2 separate regions of the Mus musculus genome follow, and region 1 is linked to region 2. A link is a contact called in public HiChIP or PLAC-seq data. All regions are on one chromosome and are shown on one strand. The core of a region is the stretch at or near the end of the contact, and the rest is flanking DNA. Distances in the headings are between cores, read along the strand shown. Region 1 has its middle 110 kb from the start of 1700044C05Rik. Region 2 holds the start of 4933431J24Rik (a long non-coding RNA gene).

The links. HiChIP or PLAC-seq counts read pairs in DNA pulled down with a chosen protein or histone mark.
Region 1: a contact with region 2 is called in an H3K4me3 HiChIP or PLAC-seq map of neural tube, with 5 times the contacts expected there. The contact joins the enhancer-like site here to the promoter of 4933431J24Rik in region 2. A contact is called at or near these places in 2 of 15 datasets of contacts at CTCF or cohesin (large pre-B cells and pro-B cells), 39 of 484 Hi-C or Micro-C datasets (ECoMG myeloid progenitors, the G1E-ER4 cell line, cerebral cortex and 8 more), 14 of 115 datasets of contacts at active chromatin or transcription factors (acute myeloid leukemia, differentiating embryonic stem cells, embryonic basal ganglia and 7 more) and 1 of 9 other capture datasets (embryonic stem cells).

Annotation. Positions count from the first base shown.
Region 1 is chr14:118,472,309-118,479,101 of GRCm38.p6, reverse strand. No RefSeq gene overlaps it. Among named protein-coding and RNA genes, the nearest start is that of 1700044C05Rik, 110 kb to the right of the region's middle. Within about 2 kb of position 5,176, at least 50 of the 459 cell types and tissues checked have an H3K27ac peak or open chromatin away from gene starts, as enhancers often do. A contact at or near this core is called in cerebral cortex, differentiating embryonic stem cells, embryonic basal ganglia and 2 more, where this site is marked.
Region 2 is chr14:118,206,404-118,213,362 of GRCm38.p6, reverse strand. It overlaps 4933431J24Rik (a long non-coding RNA gene), which reads right to left and starts at 2,398. Exons shown (of 5, transcript XR_383762.3): 1 at 864-2,398; 2 at 316-410. It overlaps Gm31981 (a long non-coding RNA gene), which reads left to right and starts at 1,658. Exons shown (of 2, transcript XR_383764.2): 1 at 1,658-1,899; 2 at 2,061-2,942.

The sequences.
Region 1 (6,793 bases), core at 3,927-6,426, 260 kb before region 2:
CCACATAGAGACATATATGCACACACTAATTAAAAATAAAACAAACAAACAAACAAAAAACATTGCTGAAGAGTTACCAGTGAGGAACACAACCTATTTTATGTTGGTGCAACACCATAGCAGCCACAATACTGGTCTAGGACTTAACAGTCATCTATAAAATAGTGGCTCCTAAATTGTACAATGTATCCAGACTTGTTGCCACACGTCTTTGCCGGAGGTTCCTAAAATTACTTATCAGGCAAAGGGAAATGGCTAGGCAAATTTTTCCTGGGAAACATGGTGTTTCCCCAGATCAAAATAATGCCGAGCTGCTGATTTACATGGGTGGGGCAGAAACAAGTGGCAACTAGGGACCTGAAACAATAATCTCATTTTGGTGGAATTTGGACTTTCAAGTTGTTCTCAAGCTACGAGGCTGCTGGGGTGAAGACTACATTAACAGGCCAGCCATCCCAGCCACCAAGGCAGCCACAGCAAGAAGACAGGACAGCTGTCCATAGACTTAGCCCTTTAAAAAAAGACTATGTTGTCATTAGAATGGAATAAATTATGCAAATTATGGGTCTCACTGACTTTTTTTTTACTGGATATTTTATTTATTTACATTTCAAATGTTATCCCCTTTTCCTGGTTTCCCCTCAAGAAAGCCCCTATCCCATTGCCCCTCCCCCTGATTCTCTGAGGGTGTTCCCCCACCCACTCACCCACTCCCACCTCCCCCACCCTGGCATTCCCCTACACTGGGGCATTGAGCCTTCACAGGACCAAGAGTCTCTCCTCTCATTGATGCCCAACAAGGTCATCCTCTGCTACATATGCGGCTGGAGCCACAGGTGGTTGGTGGTTTAGTCCCTGGGAGCTCTTGGAGGGTCTGGTTGGCTGATATTGTTGTTGTAGACTTAGCCCTTTAAAAATATTATGTCATCATTAGCATCGATTAAATTATGCAAAAAAATGTTGTTACCATAGAATAAATTATGCAAATAACAGGTTTCACTTAGACATTTTCATGAAAGCACATTATGTAGTTTGATCCAACTCACCCTCAGTTACCCTCTCTGTTTAAAAAAATGATTATAGATTATGGATTTGCTGCTTTCTTGTTTATTTGTTTTCATTTATTTATTTACAGAGCTGGGAATCAGACTCAGAGCCCTATGCTTGCTAGTTAAGGACTCCAACACAGCAATTTTTTCACCTGTATATATTCAGGGGGTCGGGTATGGTGAGCTGATACATGCAGACTGCATCTAATGATGAAATCAGGGTAACGAGCCTTTCTCGGTCTAGCGTTGGTCCCCGCCCACTCTTCTGGAGTTAAAAGTGTGCATTTAGACTTAGCTAACAAGACTTGGTTCAGATGTTGCCAATTGTGTTAGCAACACCCAAAGCATCACAGCAGGAGGCATAGGAAGGAGTGCTTCCTGATCTCCATCAGTGGGGCGCTGATCTTGACTTCACCTATGTGTCTGTCATGTTGACCTTGGCCTCCATGTTGCTGCTGTCTTTGGTCTTCATGGTAGACTTGGAGGTCAGGAGGACTTCACAGTGGAGCAGTAATAGAGCTGGTTTCTCCTGGCCTCCAACCATCCAAGACTGTTTCCAGAGCCACAGGGTCTCTGCTGGCACGTGACACTCGGGTTCGCTTTTCCGTGGAATCCTGTCAACAGCAGCTGGGGCTTTGTGGCCTTTGCTTGGTTGGCTTCATCTCTGGGAGGGAACGAACTTTCTTCACCTTCGGTACCACTGTCACCTAAAAGCTAGTTTTCTTTCTCACTTATGATCCCACTTCTCTAAGTTATAGTATCAGGACCCCAGCGTAAGGAGTTCCTGACCCTTGGTGTTCAGATGGAGATAGAGCTTTTGAGAGAAGGTCCTTATGGCAGTCAGCCATGCCTAGTAAAGACAATTGGCTCATTTAATTCCCACTTCTTCAGGGCTAAGCTTCCAGTTGGCAAGCCACAAAACTGCCTGTGTACTATGCTTGAAATAGTCTTGAGAAACTCATAAAGGAGCCCTCACTGGCCATTCATGCTGATGCCTTGTGTCTTTGAGTTCCTTTAAAAGTTCTTATTGTTTGTCTATATGAGTATATTCTTGGCATGTGCACTATGTGTGTAATGCCTGTGGAGGCCAAAAGAGGGCATCATCCCCTAGGACTGGAGCTACAGGTGGTTTGCGAGCCACCACGTGGGTGCTAGGGATCAAAACTCAGTTCTCTGGAAGAGCAGCAAGTGCTCTTAATCGCTGAGCTGTCTCTCCAGTTCTTTGAGTTCCTTTTCAAAATATGACTGAATTTTTATGGAGATAAAAAGTATAAAGTTGCTGGTACTTCAGTGTGAGAGTTTATCAATGCTTTCTTCCTAGTGGGAACAGCAATAGATGCCACACGTGGTTTTAGAGTGTAGGTGTTTTTGACCCATCCTTGGAAGACCTGACATGACTCATCACCAAGAAAGCTACTTCAACAACCTGATTTCATAATATCAAATCACAATAAGGAAATTGCCAGTACCCAAAAAGAGATTAATAGATAGGACATAAGAAGTTGAAGCAGCCTGCACATTATGCTGCCAAATACATAAATTTAAACACTATGCATCTGTCCATCTTGTCTGTTAATTCGAACAATCTCTCAAGTCCACACTGGCTGTTGAAGAATCTTGAGGATAAGAACAGGAAGTTACCGTCTGGGAGAGAAGGAAGTTTGGAGAAGCAGGCTGTTTGGTAAAGACAGGTTTGCTTGCTTAAGTGGCCAAGGAGATTTGAGGGCAGCCAGTTCTCACTCAGCACAGGCAGGCTAAACATGGTGTCTGGACCATAATAGAGGAATAATCAATGTTGGTTGAGAAAAAATGAACGGCTTTCATACTGAGTGTTAGTGGAACAAGTTCATTTCTGCCTGTTCGTGAAGCTAATCCTTATTTTAGGTCAACAACTGTCACCAACATTATCAACATTAAACAAAAAATTCAGATGTAATTTAAACTTTTAGGCTGATGATTAAAGAGCATGCATTTACGCATCCAGGAAAGCTCCATGACATTGATTCCTTCCTGCCGCGTTTTCCTCTTCTAAGGTAGGAAGTGTCTGCTAGCTGCAGTGCTCAGCCATAATGCTTTCTAGCCCAGGGCAAGAACACGACTAGCAGCCACCAATCACAAGGCTCGATAGGTAAATATATCAACCACATTAACGAAATGTTGAGACCAATACCTGTGAACCACCCCCTTAACTCCAAGTTGAAATCACATTAATGATTACAATGAATCTTTTACAAAACAAACAAACAAACAAACTCCTTCCTTAATATCTGGAAGTCCTGATTCCATTTTTCAATTCCTTTTTAAGATTTTTAGATTCCAGAACTTGCCTTTTCGTCCTGAATCAGGGCAGCACCGTGAGAGCCCCACAGCCTTGCAAAGGAGGGCTTTGTGTTCACAAGAACACTCTAAAGGACAAAGATTGACCACTCCTTCTAGCCTCACAAATGGCTCAGACCCTGGGTTACTCGTGCTAGTAGTACTGCTTTACAGTGTACCCTTGCAAGGATGGAATCAAGCAAGAGGCCCATGTAGGTGTTTGAAGGGGGCTGGCACCATTTGGGCGGGCTCTTCTGGGTTCTTGAACCTTGAATGTGCCTCTTTCTACCTGATAGGTGTTAAAATGGTGAAGATGTGGAGCAGGGCTTGAGAGCTTGTGTTTCCAAACTGCCAAGCAAGGCTGCTGCTCAAGGTTTGTGCGTCACACTCGGACAGCCAGTGTCTGAGGACTAAGGCCTAGATGGGTGTGTTCTTCGGGCTCTCGGAAATTTCTCACCAGAGTAACCAGCCAGCACCTAGGAGAGCTGGTGGGGGTCCTCTAAACAGCAGGACCCAGAGTGGAGGCTTCTTGTTAGGACCACAGACTGGTCCTAGCCCCTTCTTTGCTAGAATCACCCTTCTTACCCAGGCCCGCCCTCCTCCTTCTTCGTCCCCCCTCCCCCTCGTGCCAATGTGCTGTTCCCATAATGCTGGGCTCCGATTCTCCTCCACCCGCTCTGCCACCATTTCATCCTTTGATCTCCCACCCACTCGCCCCAAAGTCAAGTTTCTCTTGGCTCCTTTCTCGGCTGCTCTCCCACTCCTTCCCACGCTTCTCTCTTGCGACACAAAACAAATGTAAAATAACATTTCAAAAATATTAAAAATCGATGCTGATGAAATCGCGGTTTTGTTTTCTTGGAATGGGAGGCAACAGGTCCAACAATCGCAGACACAGATTGGCCTGCGCTGTACCATTGTTTCTGGGCAGAACCCTATCTGTTCACCCATGACCTGAAATCAGAATTTCCAAACAGAAACGTTTGCCGGATTAGTTAGGGCAGACTAAGTTTTTCTCCCATAATTTTATTTTGACAAGACCATGAAAGCTGCTATCGCCTCATCTAATGGAATCAAACAGGCTGCTAAAAATAACCCTTGCAAGCTTTTATTACGAACGGGAAACACCTCCTCCTCCCAGCTTGCGACTGTGATCAGCTTAATCCTTCAACTTTGCTGCGAATATTTGCACTGCTCTGGGGTTCTTTTCTTTCCAAGGCTGGTTTGCTCTGTTTGGCAGAGTTATTTGAACAGGTGGCTTTGCACACCCTATGCTAATGGAGGCTTTTGTCTTCCTTCAATCAGCAGAGGGAGCCGTTCTAGAAAGAAACGGTTCTTTGATGCTAAACTATTCACACCTGTTTGATTATCACCTCGCGAATCACAATACCAAGCCAGGCAGAACTTTCTCTAACTGGACACCAGAAGAGATGCGATCTCCTTTGCATCTCCAAGAGCATCTTTTCGAGACAAGCATCTCCAAGAGCATTTTTCGTTGCTTAGGGCAAGCGTCTCCTGTTTCCATCAGGCAACGGAAAGGGCATTAAGGAAGGTTTGGGGGTGCCTCGTTTGTAAAGAGCAGGATGCTAGGCTTCAGAGGACTCACCAGACCTAGTTCTCCGGCTTGAGCCCGCTTCCCCTTCCCTTTCATCCGGGGACACTTTCAGCGGGAGCTCCGGGCAGACAGTGCGCGCGCGCGCGCGCGCTAGGTCGGGGATGCGCTTGGCGCGCGATCACAGGGTCTCCGGGGACGCCCCGCGCGCTCCCTGGCTGCAGATCACAGGCGCCGCCCTCGGCCGGCCAGCACGGGAACCCGCCTGCTCCCTGGCGCGCGATCACAGGCACCGGGCTCCGCACCCTGAGGGCCGGGAGGTGGCACGGCCCCAGCCCTTGAGGAGAGCAATGGCTGGCGCGTTCCCACGGGAGGCCCAGGACCAAGCAGGGACTTCTACCTTCTCTAAAAAGTGTCTTCCACAAGTGACAAGGTGGCACCAGCAAGGGCGGTGGGCGTTCTGCCTCTAAAGCAGCTTTGTAGACACACCTGATTCTGGCTACGTTGGTGCTGCTTGAGTATGAACTTTTGGTCTGGTCTGAACGTAGCCTTTTCTAGAACTATGTTTTTGCATCTCATGAAAAGAATGAATGAAATAAGTGCCTTGCAGTGGGCAGAGACTAGCTTGGACACAGTTTAAGGAGATCAGACTTGTAGGTGTGCTCATGATGATAGTCAGCCCCACTTCCTACAGGCCTGCAAAGGTGCCTTGTGTACGTGCATGCGCATGTGTGTGTGTGCGCGCGCGCGCACGCACGCACACGCTTATACACTTGAGTTTTGTGCAGATGAAGCCCAAAAGCTGACATATACTGTTATCTATTATTACTCTCCGTCTTTTTCAGTGAGGTAGGGGGTCTCTCAATTAAACCCAGAATTTCCCCAGTCTGGCTAGTCTGTGCAGTCAGTTTGCTCTGGGGATTCTTGTCCACTCCTGCTGCGCTGGAATTGCAGGGAGGTTGCCGTGCCAACTAAGCATGTCTGTGGATTCTAGAGACCCAGAGTTCAATTCTTATGTTTGCTGACAAGTGCTTCAACTATTAGCATCTTCTGCAGCCCGGATTCGATTTCTTCTTTTTTCTTTCTGTTGTGCTTGTTTGCTTTGTTTTGTCTTTGGGACACAATTTTAGTGTGCCACTATGAAGAATGGATCCAAGGAGGACAAACAAGAATCCGAAACTGGGGGAGGGGGGGGGGGAGGGGGAAGGATGGAGAGATGGCTCAGTGGTTAAGAGCACTGACTGCTCTTCCAGAGGTCCTGAGTTCAATTTCCAGCAACCACATGGTAGCTCACAACCATCTGTAATGGGGATCCCATGCCCTCTTCTGTTGTGTCTGAAGACAGTGACAGTGTACTCACATATATGAAATAAATAAATAAATCTTTTAAAAAGTCAGAAACTGGTGTAGGTTAAAGAATAAATCGTGTAGAGGTTGAAAATCATAGCAAATTGTAGAAACTTGAAGGACTACCATGATAATTGAACAGATGCAGTATGGGATGTGCCTTACTTGAGTCTCTCTGTTGTAGCCAGGAATGTACTCTAAGGAAGAGATGGAAACAGAGGGGAGGACATGAGCTAACTTTAAATACACACACACACACATACATACATGCATACATACATATGTAAATATATGTAAATACATACATGTACATATTCCCTCATATTTCTCAACTGCAGTACTGTGATATCTTGAGGGCAGCAACCATCAACATGGAAGCTCACAGATTAGACAGTCTCCAGGATTTTTCCAGAAAGACATCTGGCTAAGGATTGGTGACAGATCTGTCAGGCATTGTTGGCAATCTCATAAAAAAAAAAACAAAATGGTACTTCCACTATGTTTATTGTTTTTGTTTGTTGGTTGGTTT
Region 2 (6,959 bases), core at 1,149-3,648:
GAAGACTCTCTTCCGGCTAATTTGCATAAGAGAATTAGGTAGGGACCGAGGAGGAGGAGGAGGCTATGAGGGCTCTTGTACCTAGAGTCCTGCAGCAGTGACCGAGTTGGTCACAGCTTCTGCCACTTTGGACATGGAAACGACTCTGTAATTGAACAATATTATGTGCCGCGAGGCCAAGGTCCCCAAAAGGAAGAAATTTAAACATTTGGGAATACTTTCTGGGAAATTTGCCTTTAAAAATGTCAATTTGAAGTATTTGGGTGATTTATCAAAAAGTCATTTTCTGGAAGTTTAAAATATTCAACAAATGACCTGGATTCCTCTTGCCTTGCTGTTGATATGTAGAAACACGTCCCAAAATACACACATTCTGTCATAGCTGCTTAGTCACTGGATTGCAGTTCTTCCTGAGGAGAGAAATCAGGTTGACTTATGGAGAGGTCGCTCCAGTGGCAACCTACGTGGTTATCCTGGCTGCCCCCTAAGGCCTTAGTCCTAGATCTTCATGTAGCTGCCCACTGCGCATGCTCATGCCCGTAGTCACTCAAGTCCAGCTACACCGCTCCCATTCACCTTTCGCCCCCATGGCTGATCTCCCTCTTCCTTCTGTCAGGCACATCCATGAGTCACCAAGACTGTCCTGGCATCCCGTCCTGCTATCTCTCTCTCTCCACCCTTCCTTTCTATTCCCACTGCCCCTGGACCCCTGCTGCTTCAAGCCTGGGTAATTATAATAGCATCCTAACTAATCGCTTACTTGTTTCTCCCCCTCCAATTCACTGCTGCCACGGTAATCTCCCTAAAACACCACTTAATCATGCCAAACCCTTAATTAAAAATCTTCATTATCTCTTCATTACCACTAGGATGAAGTCCAAGCGCCTTAGTTTCCTTCCACATTCTGGCCTGAATCCACATTCCCAGCTTAAGGCCCACTATTTCCCAGTTTCCACAGACTCCACTAAGGCCGCTCCGATCACACCCTTCATCCACCTGGAACGGTTCCGTCGGGTCTGGTGAGACTCTGTTTGTCCTCTGAGATCCCTGTCAGGCCCTCTTGCCTTTTCTGTGACGTCATCGCTGGGTAACTGTGTCCTCGGAGAGTCTTTATCACGGCCTGGCATGATTCATTGGTTTGTTTGTGAGGTCTTTGTGTTTTCTCTCTTTGCAGACTGTATCATCTTAAAGCGAGAGACTTTTCTAGATCCCTCTGCACACACACCCGCTAGTTATAGACACACCACACCGCCCTGTCATTCCTAATAAATGATAATTAGGAGGCAGGTGGGTTTCTGAGTTCGAGGCCAGCCTGGTCTACAAAGTGAGTTCCAGGTCAGCCAGGGCTACACAGAGAAACCCTGTCTCGAAAAAAACAAACAAAAACAAAACAAAACAAACAAACAAATGATAATTAGCATATGATTTCGATAAAAGGAGTGTGATGACTGCCACAGCTTCTCCACAGCGATCCCTTTTATTTTCAGTGCCTACATGGGCGACTGAAGTGACTTGCCATGTGCAAGGGAATTTATGAAGTGTGAGTAGATGGTCACTTAAATCTGGCCAGTTTCAAAGACATGCGATTAAAGAAATGCTGGAAACGGTTGGTCCTTCGTAGGGAGGGCTGTTCCACTTTCTTCCTCTGGGCACCGCAGAGCACTGTGGGACTGGGCAATGACGTCACTAACAGTTGGAGCATGGCAGAAGGCTAAAGCAGGGAGAGTGGGCTATCCCTCAGTAATCCCTGATCCCTGAATGGGTTATCCCTCTGTGATCCTGTGAGTCTTCACAGGCATGGCATTTTGCTGCCTGTGTGCTAAGCTGACCCGCACAGGAGCTGGGCACAGTATGCCCGCAGGAGCAGGGCTCAGTATACCATGCATGGGGAAACAGCAGGTAGGATGGCTCTTCAGATTCTCATTAGAACACAAGAACCATGTGCTGAGACCTCAGTAGCTTAGAAACAAGCAGTGTATGTACTACCTCATCTTGGCTAGTAGGTGTTCCTTTCTTCTCAGGGCCTTCTCATATTTCACTAATGTCCCTGCACCATGCAGGACACTGCAGGAGCTGGCATGCATCCTCACGCCCAAGGAGCCTTGAGAACGAGCTCTCCACGGTATGCACCATGATGATGGGAGCCGTTGGAGTCTGGAATACATCGTTTTTGCCTCCCCCCACTTTCTGGGGAAGAATCAAGAAAAAGGAAACAGAAAACATTAGGTGATGGAAGATGTTGTGTTCAAGCCTCCTTTCTTCTCCCACTTTCATTCTAAGAACTTCTGAGAACAGGAAACTGGGCTGTGTACTTTCTCGTGCTCTGTGGAAGCCGGACATACAAACCCTTTGCTGTATATTCCCCATGATCCTGGGTGCCTACTGGATGCTTCTCCATGGGACTGGTGTTGCGACCAGACCTGCTTTACCCAAAGAATGAATGGATGCCGTCCAACTTGCTTATCCCATCTTTCCCAGAGAGTCTTAACTAGTAAGGGAACATTTCAGTAAATGAGACCTGAGACCACAGTTTGTACAAGAGACCAACAGATTTTGATTTTCAGAGATCGAAATAATTTCAAGTAGATGAAGCCATACCCACGTGAATTTTGTTCCCCAACTTAAAGTGATTCGCAGATTTAAAAATCACGAATTGTGTTTGGTTGAAAGACATCATCTGAATGAGGAACGTGGGAAATATGAGGTACCCTTTCACACAGATGACAAGAAACAAAGGTCTGCCATGTGCAAAGGCACCTGGCTTGACTGGAGTGGTTTTTGTGAGGACCACAAGAGACTGAAGTTTACTTCCCCATCAAGCTTGAACACCGATTTTTGTCTAGCCATCTAACCAAGTACACATAGGGGTAACATCAGGTGAATCAAGACATGTTTTGATATAAGACATAGCTAATAAAAATTAGCAGTATCTATCTCCTCTATCTTGGTTGCACTCTCTTCCTTCTTATTGCCTTGGAATTCTCGACTTGTTGACTGGGTATCCAGAGTATCCAGAGGGAAATACCTGGGTTATCTGGCACTCACTACATGGGGCGGGAAGAGTCCGAATGGATGAATCACTTTGGACTCTTTATAACACAGAGTCCATTTCTACACCCAGAAAGGTAATACCACCAGAAGATGTTTAAAGCATTTTATTAGGGAGTGGACTTCGGGATCTTCAAAGGAAAGGTGAAGACATCTTCCAAATTATTCACAAGTGACAGGCACCTTCCTTGTATAAAAATCCAGTGTTCTCAGACTTTGTCCTACAGTTCAGAGACACAGTTGACAGTTTTCTCCTCGCCTGGACCTGAATTTTACATAATTCATCTTGCAGATAAATAAGAGAAAAAGAACATTTTCTCTTTACTTACAAGGCTGCATTACGACACAGAGCAGACACATAGTTAGAAGAATCATTCTTTATCGAGAAGAAAATCCTGAAGTCCATTTCTCTATGATACTGGGGGTCTCCATGGTAACCACTTAAGGCTTGGTGATCTGCAGATGGCCAGGCTACTCAGGCTGAGACCTCTAGGCACACAAGCGCCACCTAGTGAGAAAATCGTCTTCGAAACTTTTCAAGGACCCAAATTTATTCATTTCCTATGGAAAAATAATTAACTTTACACAGACATGCCTATAATTTTAAATATTTTAGCATAGAATCCTAATTTTGAAATCAAAAGACTAGAGCTAGTGAGATGGTCCAACAACTAGGAAACTCAAAGATCTGACCAACGCTTTGTGTTAGTTACAATTTGGTTTAGATTCTTTGCACTCATGCATACTTCCAAAAGTGCTGACGTGTTATGTTTCAAATATAAAGAAAATCTTGAAAACTTTGAAAGAAAATAGAAGAGGCATGGAAGAAGGATTGGGAATGGAGTGGAAAGAAACAAAAAAAGAGACCTTTTGTTATATGCCAGCCAGTGTTTGTTTTGAACTACATGAATGCATTGCTAATAAAATAAATTAAATTTAAAAAAGAGATGTCAGCACATATTCATGTTGCAAGCATCCATTGAATTTAGCAGAAATAGTAGCGCAGTCACATTAAATTTATTTGCTAATCTGCAAAGAAAAACAATGCTTCCTCTCCATAAAATTAAAATTCCTTTTCTCCAAGCTCTCCCTCCGTCCCCCTCTCCTCCCCCTGACTTCCCTCTCCCCTCCTCCCTCTACCTCCCCACCTCCCCCCTCTCCTACCTTTTCCTCTCCTGGTCCCTCATATTTATGATGCATTTCTTACATTAGACCTGGGTAGACAACTCAAGTTCTGATTTTTTTTCCCAAAACCACTTAAATCAATGGTTCTGGACTTCCCTGGACATGCTATAGCAAGGAATTCACCTAATTTTATCCTTTGGCATGCTTACTAACACAGTAAACGCATGTCGCAAGCTACAAAGCAAACCTCAAAGTATAGGCCTTTCAAGTTGCCTCCATTGCTAAACGCCTTCCACTTCTACAGCTTGGATTCAAATTTGCGGGATCCTGGATGAAAGGTGGCTGCTGTTACGACAAAGATGTGAACCCAGAGACTTGGGGCTACATGACATTCCTTCCCGGGACTCTAAGCTGGTGTCTAGGACTGAAAGAGCGCTGTACCACCTTCCAGTACACTGTAGAACACTGTAGAAGATACAGTAATTTGCTGTGAGGTTACTCTTTAATAAAAAAGTCAGCCTGATTGGCTAGAAAACTATTATATACTCAAGAGGGGTTTTTTTGTTTGTTTGTTTTGTTTGTTTTGTTTTGTTTTGTTTTGTTTTGTTTTTTTGAGGTGGAGCTTATATTTTTAGTTACAAAATTTCCCAAGCTTTTACTAAACAAGTGGATACAAAGTTTCCAAACTGCTTTGGAAGTTTGAACCAATGCTGCAGTGACTGAAAGCCACCCTGTCTTTGCCTTTGCCTTTGCCTTCGTACTTACTGAGATTTGCATTGGGTGATTATCTGGAAAAAGACAGAACTCCAGAGTATAGGTTGAGATGCCGCATCTAAGCACAGACTGTGGCCTGAACCTAATCTAACCTCATCAGCCCGGTTAGCGTAGTTAATGCTGAATGCTGTGCAAAAATTCTTTTTCGTGCACACATGTGTACACAATATGTGTGTGTGTGTGTGTGTGTGTGTGTGTGTGTGTGTGTGTGAAAAACTATAGGAGATGGATGGGAAATAACCAACAAACAACTGCTACATATTAATTTCCTTTTTTTCTCTTTTCCTTTATTTATTTATTTATTTATTTTTTTGAGATGGGACCCTTCTAGCCCTCTAGACAAGGCTGACCTCAAACTCACAGACATCCATCTGCCTCTGCCTCTGGATTCTGGGAGTAAAGGCAAGAACCACTACACTCAGCTATTTATACTTATTCTTATTCCTTTAAAGCACTACATTCAAGAAAGACTGACAGCTAGAAACAGTGGACATGCCGATTTTAGAGGCTCTGTGTGTGTGTGTGTGTGTGTGTGTGTGTGTGTGTGTGTGTGTGTGTGTGTGTGTAATTGGTTGGGGATGATCTGTAGCCTTAATTAAATGCTACCAAATAATGTGTTCCAATCTTGAGGCAATTAAAATAAACTAAGGTGAAGGATTATTATTTACCTGGCTTTTGGTTTCGGTTTCATTTTAAAAACAAACAAACAAAAAACAAGCCAATACAACGACACAAACTATGTATAAGGCAGGAGAGATGGCTCAGGAGCTAAAGACACTTGCTGAGCTAGCAGAGGACCATGGTCAGTTCCCAACACCTATGTTGCCACTAACAATCATGTGTAGCTCCAATTCCAGGGGATCCAGCTCCCTCTTCTGGTCTCTGATGGTACTGCATACATATGGGGCATATGCACACTCAAAAATAAGTAAATAAATAAGTGCTTAAAGAGAAAAGCCATATATAAATATAACTACTGAAAAATGCCCTATGTATAACTTTAGTCATATAGCTACAAAGCTGAAAAGAAGTGATCCAAACGTTTTCCAGCAAAATAAACTAATAATAATCTCTCCTCTAATGGGTTGACTGGCCGCCATTTACATCTGGCCCGGCCCCGACTTAACTGCTCTGATACAGTTCTTGAAGCAAAGGTTGAGATGCAACACTTGGTAATGGGCTGCAGCACTAGTAGAAATCCCTCAGGCAGGACAGCCAGAATTTCATGCTACAGTCTCAGTGAGAAGACATTCTCCTGCTAGAGCCATTAGCGGTCTGAAAAGCCTCCGGTGGTTTCTCCGTGTATGTTCTGAATGTATTTTCTCTGAAGAGATCTAGTCAGAATTCTACTGTTGAGTAGAAACATCACTCCAAGGGTCAGATGCACTGTGTCAGACCAGGCTACCGTTAATAAAGAATTCTCTGAACACCTTTGTAAACAGAACTGTGTGCTGCACCATCTAGAGATACAATGAGACTCCCAGAAGGTTCTGTGGAAACACCACCTGCTCAATGCATCTTTTCCTGTATCTCTATGGGTTCATTAAATATCCAATCAAATATGTTAATTAGAATAAACCCTGGAATTTATCTACATAAGACTTCCCCTGTTTCAGTCACATACTCATACATCCAGTCAATGGTCAAGCACATACTGAATATCTAGTAAGTGTCAGAGGCTCGAAAGCATAGTAGCAAACAGAGGGACCATGATGCTTGGATTTATGGGGAAAGCAGACTTGCATCAAATAAATACAGGGACAGAGATGTGTATGCATACCCATCCGTGTGAATGAGAAGACCCAAACAATGGTGTGCTCTGAAGACCAATAGAATAATGGGTCTTCGGGGTGTTTGCTTTGAGTGAGTGAGATTTAAACTACTGAGGTGCCCTGATATGAATAAAATAGGGATACATTAATAGTAAGTGTCTTTTAGTAAAAGTTCATAAATTTTTACATATTTCTACTAAAGTTTTGTAATTTTAAAATTCTTTGAGAGTTATAATTAAC